2 separate regions of the Pan troglodytes genome follow, and region 2 is linked to region 1. Evidence: chromatin contacts called from public Hi-C data. All regions are on one chromosome and are shown on one strand. The core of a region is the stretch at or near the end of the contact, and the rest is flanking DNA. Distances in the headings are between cores, read along the strand shown.

The links. A called contact is a pair of places that touch in the nucleus more often than the background predicts.
Region 2: a Hi-C map of stem cell-derived neural progenitor cells shows a contact between it and region 1, with 2.3 times the contacts expected there. The contact joins the enhancer-like site here to the promoter of PXDN in region 1. A contact is called at or near these places in 2 of 7 Hi-C or Micro-C datasets (blood and stem cell-derived neural progenitor cells), 1 of 1 datasets of contacts at active chromatin or transcription factors (stem cell-derived excitatory neurons) and 1 of 1 other capture datasets (stem cell-derived neural stem cells).

What each region holds. Positions count from the first base shown.
Region 1 is chr12:121,131,811-121,137,823 of NHGRI_mPanTro3-v2.0_pri, reverse strand. PXDN (peroxidasin) reads right to left here and starts at 2,266. Exons shown (of 23, transcript XM_063789390.1): 1 at 2,127-2,266. LOC129142314 (a long non-coding RNA gene) reads left to right here and starts at 3,184. Exons shown (of 2, transcript XR_008545410.2): 1 at 3,184-4,643.
Region 2 is chr12:121,290,086-121,296,098 of NHGRI_mPanTro3-v2.0_pri, reverse strand. No RefSeq gene overlaps it. Among named protein-coding and RNA genes, the nearest start is that of PXDN, 160 kb to the right of the region's middle. Within about 2 kb of position 3,403, at least 6 of the 24 cell types and tissues checked have an H3K27ac peak or open chromatin away from gene starts, as enhancers often do. A contact at or near this core is called in stem cell-derived excitatory neurons, stem cell-derived neural progenitor cells and stem cell-derived neural stem cells, where this site is marked.

The sequences.
Region 1 (6,013 bases), core at 1,017-3,516:
CCTTGTCTTCTGCAGGATCCTCTCCAGGCACAACAGTGGGTCCAGTTCACACTCCAGTTGCCATCTCTCCTGCAGGACCCTACCCATACACTCAAGTGGGTCCAGTTCACACTCCAAATGCCATCCACCTGCAGCATCCCAACCTCTCACTCAAGTGGGTGCAGTTCACACTCCAGTTGCCATCTCTCCTGCAGGACCCTACCCACACACTACAGTGCTCCACTTCACACAGCAGACATCATCACTGCTGAAGGCTGCTGTCCACACAGTCCTGTGAATGCAGTGCTCACTCCACATGCCATCACTCTTGCAGGATCCTACCCACACACTCGAGGCAGTCCAGATCACACTGCAGATGTCATCACTCCTGCAAGATGCTATCCATACATTCCAGTGGGTTCGGTTCACACTGCAGATGCCATCTCTCCTCAAAGATCATGTCTACACATAGCAGTGGTTGAGTTTGGGTCCCACCCAAAGATTCCAGTGGGTCCGCTTCCCACTGCACACGCCATCTCACCTGCAGGATTCTCTCCATACACTCCACTCAGTCCAGTTTACATTCTACATGTCGTCTCTCCTGCAAGATTCTATCCACACACTCGAGTAGGTCCAGCTGAAACTCCATATGCCATCGCCCCTGCGGGATCCTGCGCACACTCTCCAGTGGGTTCAGATTAGACTCCGGGTGCCATCGCCCCTGCGGGATCCTGCGCACACATTCGAGTGGGTTTAGTTCAGATTCCGATGCCATCACCCCTGCAGGGTCCTGTCCACGCACTCCAGAGGATTCATTTCAGACTCCGGGTGCCATTGCCCCTGCGGGATCCTGTGCACACACTCCAGTGGGTTCAGATTAGACTCCGGGTGCCATCACCCCTGCAGGATCCTGTGCACACACTCCAGTGGGTTCAGCCATCACCCCGCAGGATCCTGTGCACACACGCCAGTGGGTTCAGCCATCACCCCACAGGGTCCTGTGCACACACACCAGTGGGTCCAGATGCAGATGCCATCACTCCTCCTGGATCCTCTCCACACCCTCCTGTTGTTCCAGCTCACACTGGACACGATCTCTCCTGCTGGATTCCATCCATAGATGCTCTTGCGTCCAGCACATGCCACAGCAGAGCATCAACTGGGAGCGTAAGGAACATGAGACAGAACCACTGGGGACCATCTTAGAGGCTGCCTACCACGTGTCACTCTTGAGTTTGTGTAGAACAGGGATGCTTGCGAGAATGCTTCTTCTGTATTTCCATAATGGCAGAATGCTGGGTGGGAGCTGCAAACATTATATTCAGCAGAGGAGGAGACAGAGTCCTAGGCAGACTTCAGTACAGTCCTGCTGTTAAGTACCTGGAGCTAGAGCAGACCCCACAGTTTACAGATGTGGATGGACCTCAGTAAGGCTGCCCTCACTTTAATACTACCTGTGTGTCCAGGGGTCCCCAGGCCATCCACACTTCTGACTGGTTACAGATTCATAGGTTTCTGAGACCCCCTCCAGCTACATCTCCTGCTGGAACCACCCACACAACAGATGAAAGTGCTGTGGTTACAAATACAGCTGTATTATAATTGATACCAATCTGAACCTCCAAATGAAATACATCAGGTGAGGTCAGGGAGGGTCCCAAATGCAGAGCCTCTGTGCCTGGCCTGTGGGATCAGGGCCCATCACCACCCGGCACAGGGACATGATCACCAACAGGGAAGCTCTACTGAGCTTTGGTGTCCAGAGTTTTCACCAGGGTTTTATGGCTCAAGCAGGACTGATGACGCACTGTCCATGGGGTTGAACTCTCCAGGGAGGTCAGGCTGACAGCACAAGGCCCAAACACTTCACCCTACAATCGCATGGTCAGTCCTAGTGATCAGACTCCATCCTGTGTTCCTTCATCAGCGTCAGCTCAGACATGGCTGGGAGCTCATCATGAATACACACACTCCTGTCCCTGGGGAAATTCCAAGGGCTTTGGAAGCTCTGTCCCAGGAACCTGAGGAAAAGACCCAATTCCTTCTCAAACACACAAACTTTACATGGATACTCGTGTTTAGGAAAGTGGCACCCGCTGCTGTGTCTGCCGTTTTAAGCAAGCACCCCGCTCACAAGGCGTAATTACCTTTCTGGTCATCTAGGGACCCTTTCCAAGCCATCCAGGTGTCCTAGGTACTAAGGAGTCACACATCTACCCGCAGCACGCTCTGGGGCTCCGTACTCACTTCCAGATGCTTTCCAGACATCTCCACCTCGATGTCCCACAAGAATTCCAATGTTATGATGTCAGAAACTAGAACATCGCTCTCCATAAAAAATGCGCTTTTTCTCCAGAATCTCTAATGTGATCCTCCGCCAACCTGGAGGTCATTCTCACCTCAATCCCTACCCCATCCTTAAATACAGCAGTCACAGGATCCTGTTAATTCCTTGTGCTGAGCACTGTTCCTTCCACATGGCTGTTGGCAGAGCTCTGGCCCCTGGACCACCACTGAGACCCCTCCTGGGCATGTGCCTTTGGGTCTGCCTGGCTCATCACAGAGAATGAAGCTCACAGAGAATGTGCCGCAGCTCGGACCCTGCCACCGCTGTATGCAAGCACCTCTCAGCCCCCTGCCTAATGGGGTGGGCTTGGGGCCACCATCTCCGGTGGCTTTGCGTCTGTTCTTCCAGCCCCTTCTCTCCACAAACACCAGACATCAACTTATTTCAACTTTATTTCCTGGCAAACTGCTACTGAACCTTCTAGAATCTGCTCAGTTGGGTGGCTCCCTCTGTGCACCCCTCCAGGCCCTGGTTCCCACCGTCTTCCCAGTGTGAATATCCTTCTAGTGCTACAGCCCACCCCACACAGCCCCAGGACAAGGTTTCCAGGCCTAGCTCCCTGTCAAGGCCAAGAGCCCTCGGGGATGGACTAGAACAGTCATTGTTGAGTGAAAACAAGTGTACCATGTGCTACACTGCGTGCATTACTGCCCAGCCCCAGATGATCAGGTGGACTCTTGGGCAGCCTTGCAGTTCTGAGTTTGCTCTGACATTCGCTGGGGTGGGTGACAAAGACTAGAAACATCTGGAAAAGACCTCTGCATTCTCTGCTTTAAGTTTGCTCAAGTTTAGAAATCATCAGAAACATCATAATAATGATTATGAGGTCATTTCAGCATCTCAACAGAACTCCAGGGGAAGTGCTGGGTATGGACATTCCATCGTGAGGAGGGGCCCTGTGACTGCAGATACTCAATGCCTTCCAAGTGCGCTGGTGCCACCTTCAAGTGACACTTCTCAGAGTGTCACCCAGTGGCCCAGAGGCTCCCTAGTGTGTAGTCCACCCTCACTTAGACACGGCGGCCTGTACCTGACATCCACACTCCCCACCTGCTGCCACCCACAGGAGCATTTCAGGGCATCACGAATTGGTGGCTTTTCTTTCCAGTTCAACAGGCATCTCCCAAGTCACCTGTGATGATTGCTTTTATATGTCCACGTGGCCACACTCATCTAGACATTGCTCTGAAGGTATTGTGGTTGTGGTTAATCTCTATCATCAGTTGACCTTAGGTGGAGGAGGTGACCTTTGATGATGTGAGTGAGCCCTGTCTAAGCAGGTGAAGGCATTGAGAGCAAAACCTGAGGTTTCCCAGAAAAGGAGAAATTTTGCCTCAAGGCTGCAGCTTCAGCTCCTGATTTCAGACCTGCTGGCCCCACAATCACTTGAGCCGATTTAAAAAATCTATCCATCAATCAATGTATCCATCCACCCATCAACTCACCTATTCATACATGTACTCATCCTTGCATCCATTCATCCCTCCCTCCTTCTTTCCCTCCTTCGTTCATTCTTCTCCTCCCCCCCTCCCTCCCTCCCTCCCTCCCTTCTCTTCTTTCCTCCTTCTTCCCCCAATCCCTTCCCTCCTTCCCTCCCTTCTCCCCATCCCCATCCACGGATCCATCCTATGGACCCCATCCTATGTGTCCCTGAAGACCCCCGAGTGGCATAGCATTCGTTTGCATGTGTGTGGCATTGGCAGGGAAGTCTGGGCAGGGGGTGGTCAGTGCAATGACTTGGGCCTGAAAGAATGAGGTTTTGGTGGTGAGCTCTTCCCCTGTGGAGCTGAATGTGCAGCCGTGTGTTTTGTTCACGGCTTCCTGCGTCTGCCCTCTAGAGGCCCACAGAAGCCTCGCACCTCCCTGGCCCGGCGTCTGCGGGTGAATTGTCTGAGCAGGAGCACAGCGGTTTAAGCTTCATGTTCTCCGGGCCCAGGTGAAATACTCTCACCCCCTCTGATGGCCACTTTCCAATCCTGTTATCCGCCCCCAGTCTTGTGATTTGTCCCACAGCAAACACTCCTTCCAGGTGTGAGTTGTGCCAAGGAACACTGTTTCGTTGTCACACATAGTACTTAGACTCAGTGAGTGAAGAGACACTTGGTCCCGGGCCCCCTTCTCTGCACACACTGCCCTGTGTGCTACAGCATGCCAGGCAGGGTGCCAGGACCGCAGGCCCGTGAAGACCATGGCGGCGGCTGTCTGAAGACCAGCTCACAGCAGGAGCTGCGCTGAGATCTTCTCCTGGGTGCTCATGCTGGGGCCCGAGGTCGTATGGAAAAGGCTTGTCCCCCTTGCTGGATGTCACAAGGCTCGGGTGAGTGGGTCAGAGCCATGTTCCCAGTGAGTTCCTGGTCAGTGTCAGCTCAACCACAGCAAAGGGCAGCCGGGCAGGGCACCAGGCTCCTGGCAGACCCACGGTGAGAGGCAGCTGCAGGCTCAGAACACAATTTACTGTGTTCAGTTCAGCCACAGAAAGATGAGATTCTAGAATTTAAATGCTAAGCATGGAGAGTCACCACTTCTCTGTCCAAAGGTCCCTCCATCCACCAGAGCACCGGGTCAGGCACCCGGGACATGCCCAGGAGTGGAGAGAAGAGGGGTCCTGAGGGTCCTCACCTTGTTAGAGCGGGACATGCCCAGGAGTGGAGAGAAGAGAGGTCCTGAGGGTCCTCACCTTGTTAGAGCGGGACATTCCCAGGAGTGGAGAGAAGAGGGGTCCTGAGGGTCCTCACCTTGTGAGAGTCACGTCTTCACTGCTCCTCCCCCATGGGATCTTTATGTAAATTAAGCCGCACACTTAGATTCCACATTTTTCTCAGATAGGCGCCAACAAGGGCTTTCTGCATGCCTAGGTGATGAAGTCAGAGGGTGGAAGGCTCATGTCTGGGAGAGGGGTCCCGCTAATAACCCCCTCCCCAACAGGGGTCCTGGGTGTAGACAGAGGCCTCCCCAGCCCAGGCCCTTGGCGCGCTGTGTGTGGAGGTGGGCGACCCTCTGTCCACCCTCGGGGAGAGGGTCTGCTTCCTGCCTTCCATGAGCCGCGCTGGGGCTAGCCAAGGCCTCTGCAGGAGGGGGAAGCACCGAGAGGGTTTCAGGGTTACAGTAGAGGGAGTTTAATTGGGCGACTGAGAGGTGAGGCAGTTAGGGAAGCAACCAAGCATCTCCACCATGCCCCCACCCTCAGAGGCCATGGAAGGTGGGGGGAGGAACGTGTGAGCCTCACCTAGCTAGATTTATAACTGCAGGAGGGGCTGCCAGGGGCCATGGCTGCAGGTGGATGGCTGGGAGGGCAGGGAGGGCCTGTGGAGCCACTGAGGCTGATGCCATCCCCTGGTCACCCAGGAGGAAGCCAGGCGGTAATGGGGACTGGGCAATTCCCTATTAGAGGTTGGTTCCCCAGGACAGGTGAGGCAAGGAAGGGCAGAGACTGGACCTGGAAAATCCAGCGTGAGCACAGCGCCCAGCCAGCTTCCAGGGAAGCGAGCGGGCAATGAAAACAGACAAGGAAGGGCAGAGACCCTGAGAAACTCACAGTTAGGTGGAAACACAGTCTTAAATGCAAGACACTTAGGCCAAGCATGACGGCTCACACCTGTCATCTCAGCATTTTGGGAGACCAAGATGGGAGAATCACTTGAGTCCTGGAGCTTGAGACCAGCCTGGGCAACGTAGTGAGACCTTGTC
Region 2 (6,013 bases), core at 2,154-4,653, 160 kb before region 1:
TGTCTCTTCCTGCTGCTTGAAACGAATAAACAATGGCAGGAGCTCCAGCAGCCTCCATGAGGACATGAGCACAGGGCCCAGTGCAGCAGAAACGTGGGGCTGCCAAACCAGCCTGACACTCCCACCCCCAGATTTATGAGTGAAAAAATGTATTTTTATAAAAATGACTGTTCCTGGGGTTTCTATTGTAATAATCCACTGTTCTTTGGGAAATCAGCAGCTGAACTCAATCACTAGCACAACACAAGTAAACAAATAAATCAGGCAGATGATTCTGCTTGGCCTAAATGCTGCAAAGGAAATGACCAGGACACAAAGCACAGAAGCAGGAAGAAGGCAGCTTGGACCGGAAGGGCTGCAGGAGGAAGGGCTGCCAAGCAGGGCTGTGCAGACGGTGAGGGCCCAGCTGCAGATAGGCTCTCCAGGCAGAGGTCTTGGCAGACCCAGAGGTTCTGAATCCTATCCAGCCACGTGCCACCTGAGAAAGCTGCATAGACTAGATGGCACCTCATGCATGGCAGGGATGTCAACAGAGTTGGAGTGGGAGAATCCCACGAGGCAGGGGCTTGTAGATCCAAGAAAAGATTGCAGATTTTATTCTTCAAGCAATAAGAAGAAACTGGGGGGCGTTGAGAGAAAATGAGCTAGCCCAGGGGCTGCCCCCTGAATTCTGGCTGTTGTGTTGGCCGGGATACCTGCTAGGCCTGCGGATGCGGGAGGTGCTGCTGTATCTCTGCCCTCCCTGCACTGGGAGCAGGCGCTCCCTCTTTAGTTACAATGACAAATAACGGATCCGGGCCTGTCCAGTGTCCCCTGGGGGCACGATGCCTCCAGCTGAGGACCACTGCAGAATGTCTTCTGTAAAGAGAGGAAAGTCAGAGAAATGGCAGAGTGGAGGAGGGGACACCGGGCAGGTGCGGGGGCAGAGAATGCGGGGAGAAACGCAGATGTTCAACACGCATCTTGGAGAAAATCCTGTGGAATTGACTGGTATGTTACATTCTGCGGTTATGAAGGGGACAAGTCTAAAGGCACCTTGCAGGCAGGCCTGTGTTCCAGCCACACTCCACGGCCAGGCGGGGCCTGCCTTGTGGGTGCTGGACTGTGAATGGGTCACGTGTGTCATTTCCGGCCAGGTTAGGCCAGCTGGGCCGGTTGCCCACTGTGCACCTCTCTGGCCTTTGCACGAGGAAGCCCAGTCGGCAGGACTCACTCAGCTCCACGCCGGGGACGGAGCCCAGGTCCTGGCAAACATGCGGAGGAGCATTGTCCCTGCAAGCGCCCAGCCTGAACAGGAGGGAACGAGCGGGGAGCAAGCCCGCGGTGCGTGATGCTGGTCATTTATTTGCCGCAGCTGCCAGCACACGTCCGCTAACCTGACGAACACGGATCCTGACCTCTAACTTCACACACGCACCCAGGCTGAAATGGAAGCACCAGCCGGGGCAGGTGGAGGGGCTGGAGGAGAATCCAGAGGTTCCTCGCAGGTGCGTGGTGGTGACCCACTCCTCGGGTTTTCACAGGGAGACGTCAGGTAGCGGCAGGGCCTGAGGCTCGGGGGCCGGGTCTGGGCTGCAGTGAGGCTCGGCGCATCTCCGGCTTTGCTGCGCCAACAAGAGCATTGCCTGCTGTTATCCCACGCGTCCTCATCCCAAATCCCAGATGAGGGCGCTGTGGCCTTGGCCACCCCCAACACGGCTCCCGGGCTCGCATCTGGGTGGCGTTTTTTCCTGCTGCACCACCAGGGTGCCCGGGCGCTGGGACTACAGGATGCACAGAGGACCGCGTGTGGTGGAAGAGAAGCCAGCCTGGCCCGTTTGTGCGAGCGCGGCCCCTAAGCCCGCAGGCTGCTCTGCTGGGAGGGGAGAGTGGGAAGCGGCCTCCGGGTTGGTTCCCAGTGATCCCAGCTGGGGGCAGAAATTCCATCTGTCTCACAACAGATGAGTATTCTCAAGTGTGGGAAAGCAACACAGACCAGAAACTTATCAGGGGGAGGAAAACTCCCCCTGATAAGATGCAAAGGAGCCTAGAAAAAAAAATTGGCCCAAAGAGCAAGCACTGGTGGTTCAGGATAATTTCAGGATAAACTGCCCCAGCTATTGGCAGATGTTAAGAAACACTTCCAAGAACTCGAGGGCAAGACACACCAGCCTCCTAACAGAAACAGCACCCCTGCCCAACCACATGCTGGAAGGTTCCAGAAGACCTTGGCAGGGCCAAAGACGTCAGTCAAGGTGATGGATAGCTCAGGTCGCCAATATTTCCCATCAAAAGTAGCACTTAGTAATAATTCCACACTCATGGGGAATACTTTGGGCAAAACTGGAGAAAAAGCTTTTGAGTTTCCTAACACTCACTATTGCTCACGAAATAGACATCACATTAAATGCAGTAAAAGAGCAAAAAAAAAAAAAAAAAAGGCTGGGCATGGTGGTTCATGCCTGTAATCCCAGCACTTTGGGAGGCCAAGGCAGGCAAATCATGAGGTCAGGAGTTCGAGACCAACCTGACCAACATGGTGAAACCCCGTCTCTACTAAAAATACCACAACAAACAAACAAACAAAAATTAGCTGGGCGTGGTGGCAGGCACCTGTAGTCCCAGCTACTCAGGAGGCTGAGGCAGGAGAATCACTTGAACCAAGGAGATGGAGGTTGCAGTGAGCCAAGATCACACCACTGCACTCCAGCCTAGGCGACAGAGCAAGACTCCATCTCAAAAAAAAAAAAAAAAAAAAAAAAAGCAAAAAATTCAAATGGTGGAGGGCAAAATAATTTAAAAAGTGAACAAACCTAAATGACTAGTTAGTTATTCTAACAGTAGGCAAACGTCATACTGTTACTACACCTTTCCTGTAAAGAAGCTATGCTCCATTGTGGTAAAAAAAAAAAAAAAAAAAAAAAAAAAAAAAAATGTGCCTGTGGTTTATAAACACAATAAACCTTAAAATGCAAAGCGGTGTCTTGGCCTTCACGTCAGTATCCCTCAAAGTGTCTGACTCCCCAGGTGATGGTTCCAGGAACTGGGGGCCTTTGGGAGGTGATGAGGTCATGGTGTGGAGCCCCATGGGTGGATCTGTGCCCTTCTAAGAGACCCCAGAGAGACCCTCACCCCTTCCCCCAGGAGAGGTCTGTGAAATAAGAAGCAGTCCTCACGAGACACCAAACCCACGGGGCCCTGGTCTTGGACTTCAGCCCCCAGAGCAGAGAGACGAGTGTCTGCAGCTTGTAAGCCCCATCTGCTGTGGTTGTCACAGCTGCCGAGTGACCAAGGCAGGTGACAGAGGAAGCTGGATTCACTGCACATCTGCTCCGTCCAGGCCTCTCACGATGCCTGCAGCATCCCTGTCCTCTAGGAAGAGCCCTTGCTGTGAGGAAGAGCCCTGACACTCCAGCATGTGCTTTGCATAAAAGCTGCTGTCATCTTACAGACTCCACAAGTGACCAGCCCAGCCGCAGGCACTGACTCAGGCCGCCAGGTTGCTGCCCCTCCCTGGGGCTGTGAGCAGGCATCTGGCCACAGAGAATCCTGGACTTGCTGCCAAGAGCCAGATGTTGCCTGCTGGGACCCGCCAGGAGTCCTGTTCCCAGCCGAGCAGAGGGGCCTGGCAGAGAGACCCAAGCCGACGGCGGGGAGAAGCAGAGACGAGGCCTAGGCCCCCACTCCCATCTCTGGTCCTTTGAACTGAGGTTTTGTCACTGACAATAAGGGTTCTGACTCACACATCTGCTTAAGTTGTGGTTCGGGCACTTAACATTTCATCTGAAGTCTCCTGAACGTCAGCCAAAGGCCGTCAGCTCGGCATCTAGAGCCTTTCAGGTCCGTAGGAATCCACAGATACAAGTTGTAGAGAAAGGAGGTCCAAAGAGATAAAGTGTCAAAGGACATCATAGTAAATGGCCTCAAACAAAAACCTCCAAAGACTGTTTTCCCACCACAGCACACTGACTCATAATGAACAAGGAGAGAGGGAATTTTGCTGAGCTTGGTGCTTCAGGAACGCCTAGAAAGGTTCTACTGCTGGTGGTTGAACCGAGGGGCAGCTCCCGCAGACAGGCCCTGAGGGCTGGCTGCCACGGAAACAACAACCGGGCTGAGCTGAGACCTGAGACACAAGGTCCCCTTGCTCCACGAGCACCTGGGGACCCGCCCCTGCACACCCCAGTGCTCCTGGGCTGGAAGCCGCATCTCTCCAACCTCTGCCTTCATCTTTTATTCTCATCCTCAAACGAGGCCTTCTGGCCCGCCTCCCTCCCACGGCCACCCCAGCCCCTTCTCATTCTGCTCTTCGCGAAGCCGCCAGAAGGTCCTTTAAACTGTGAGCGCTTCAGCACAGTGGGATCCTCCCAGGCCTGTGACACAGCACCCAGTACCCGCAGCACACAGGCCCAGCCTCAGGCCCTGCACCAGGCTCTGCTGCCCCCCGGTCTCCCACCCCGCAGGCTAGCGTCCACTTCTCTCCAAGACCTCAGCTCAGCAGACATTTCACCCTCCAGGAAGCTTCCAGAGCGTCCCTTGCTGAGAGCTTACTGCCCTCTTCTCCTGGACACGCTGGGCAGCCCATCCCTGCACCTGAGCCTACTCTGTGATCCGGACGGACATTTTCATTTGCCCCACTGACCAGGGCAGACTTGTGGGTGGGGACAGTGGCTCTTGTCTGTGTGTCCTCAGGGCTGCACACAGCAGGCAGGAGGCTGGCAGCCTTCCCGGAGGGGGGCCCGTGAGGAAGGAAGCCCCCCGGGGTTCTGTGCAGGGCCCAGAGATGCAGCGCACAGCAGCACTGAGCTGCAGCCTCCTCCCAAACGACTCACGTAAATACAGGCACACGACACAGAGCACAAACACGTGCACGCATAGGCACACGCATGGGCCACGGACATGCACACACAGAAACCACAGATGCATGCACACAGATCAGACACAAACATACAAACACACCACAGATTCGCACACACAGATCACACATACACATGCAAACACCACAGATGCGAGCACACAGATCACACACACGCAAACATACACACCACAGATGCACGCACACAGATCAGACACACACGCAAGCACACACACCACAGATGCACGCACACAGATCAGACGCACACACACAAACACACACACCACAGATGCGAGCACACAGATCAGACACACACACGCAAACACACACACCACGGATGCACGCACACAGATCAGACACACACACGCAAACACACACACCACGGATGCACACACACAGATCAGACACACACATGCAAACACACACACCACAGATGTGAGCACACAGATCACACACACGCAAACACACACACCACAGATGCACGCACACAGATCAGACACACACGCAAGCACACACACCACAGATGCACGCACACAGATCAGACGCACACACACAAACACACACACCACAGATGCGAGCACACAGATCAGACACACACACGCAAACACACACACCACGGATGCACGCACACAGATCAGACACACGCAAACACACACACCACGGATGCACACACACAGATCAGACACACACATGCAAACACACACACCACAGATGTGAGCACACAGATCACACACACGCAAACACACACACCACAGATGCACGCACACAGATCAGACACACGCACACACACACCACAGATGCGAGCACACAGATCAGACACACACACGCAAACACACACACCACAGATGCACGCACACAGATCAGACACACACACACAAACACACGCACCACAGATGCGAGCACACAGATCAGACACACACACGCAAACACACACACCACAGATGCACGCACACAGATCAGACACACACACGCAAACACACCACAGAGGCACACACACAGATCAGACACACACACGCAAACACACACACCACAGATGCGAGCACACAGATAAGACACACACATGCAAACACACACACCACAGATGCACACACATATCAAAAACACACACGCAAAAAAACAGCAGATGCGAGCACACAGATCAGACACACACACGCAAACACACACACGCACAGATCAGAC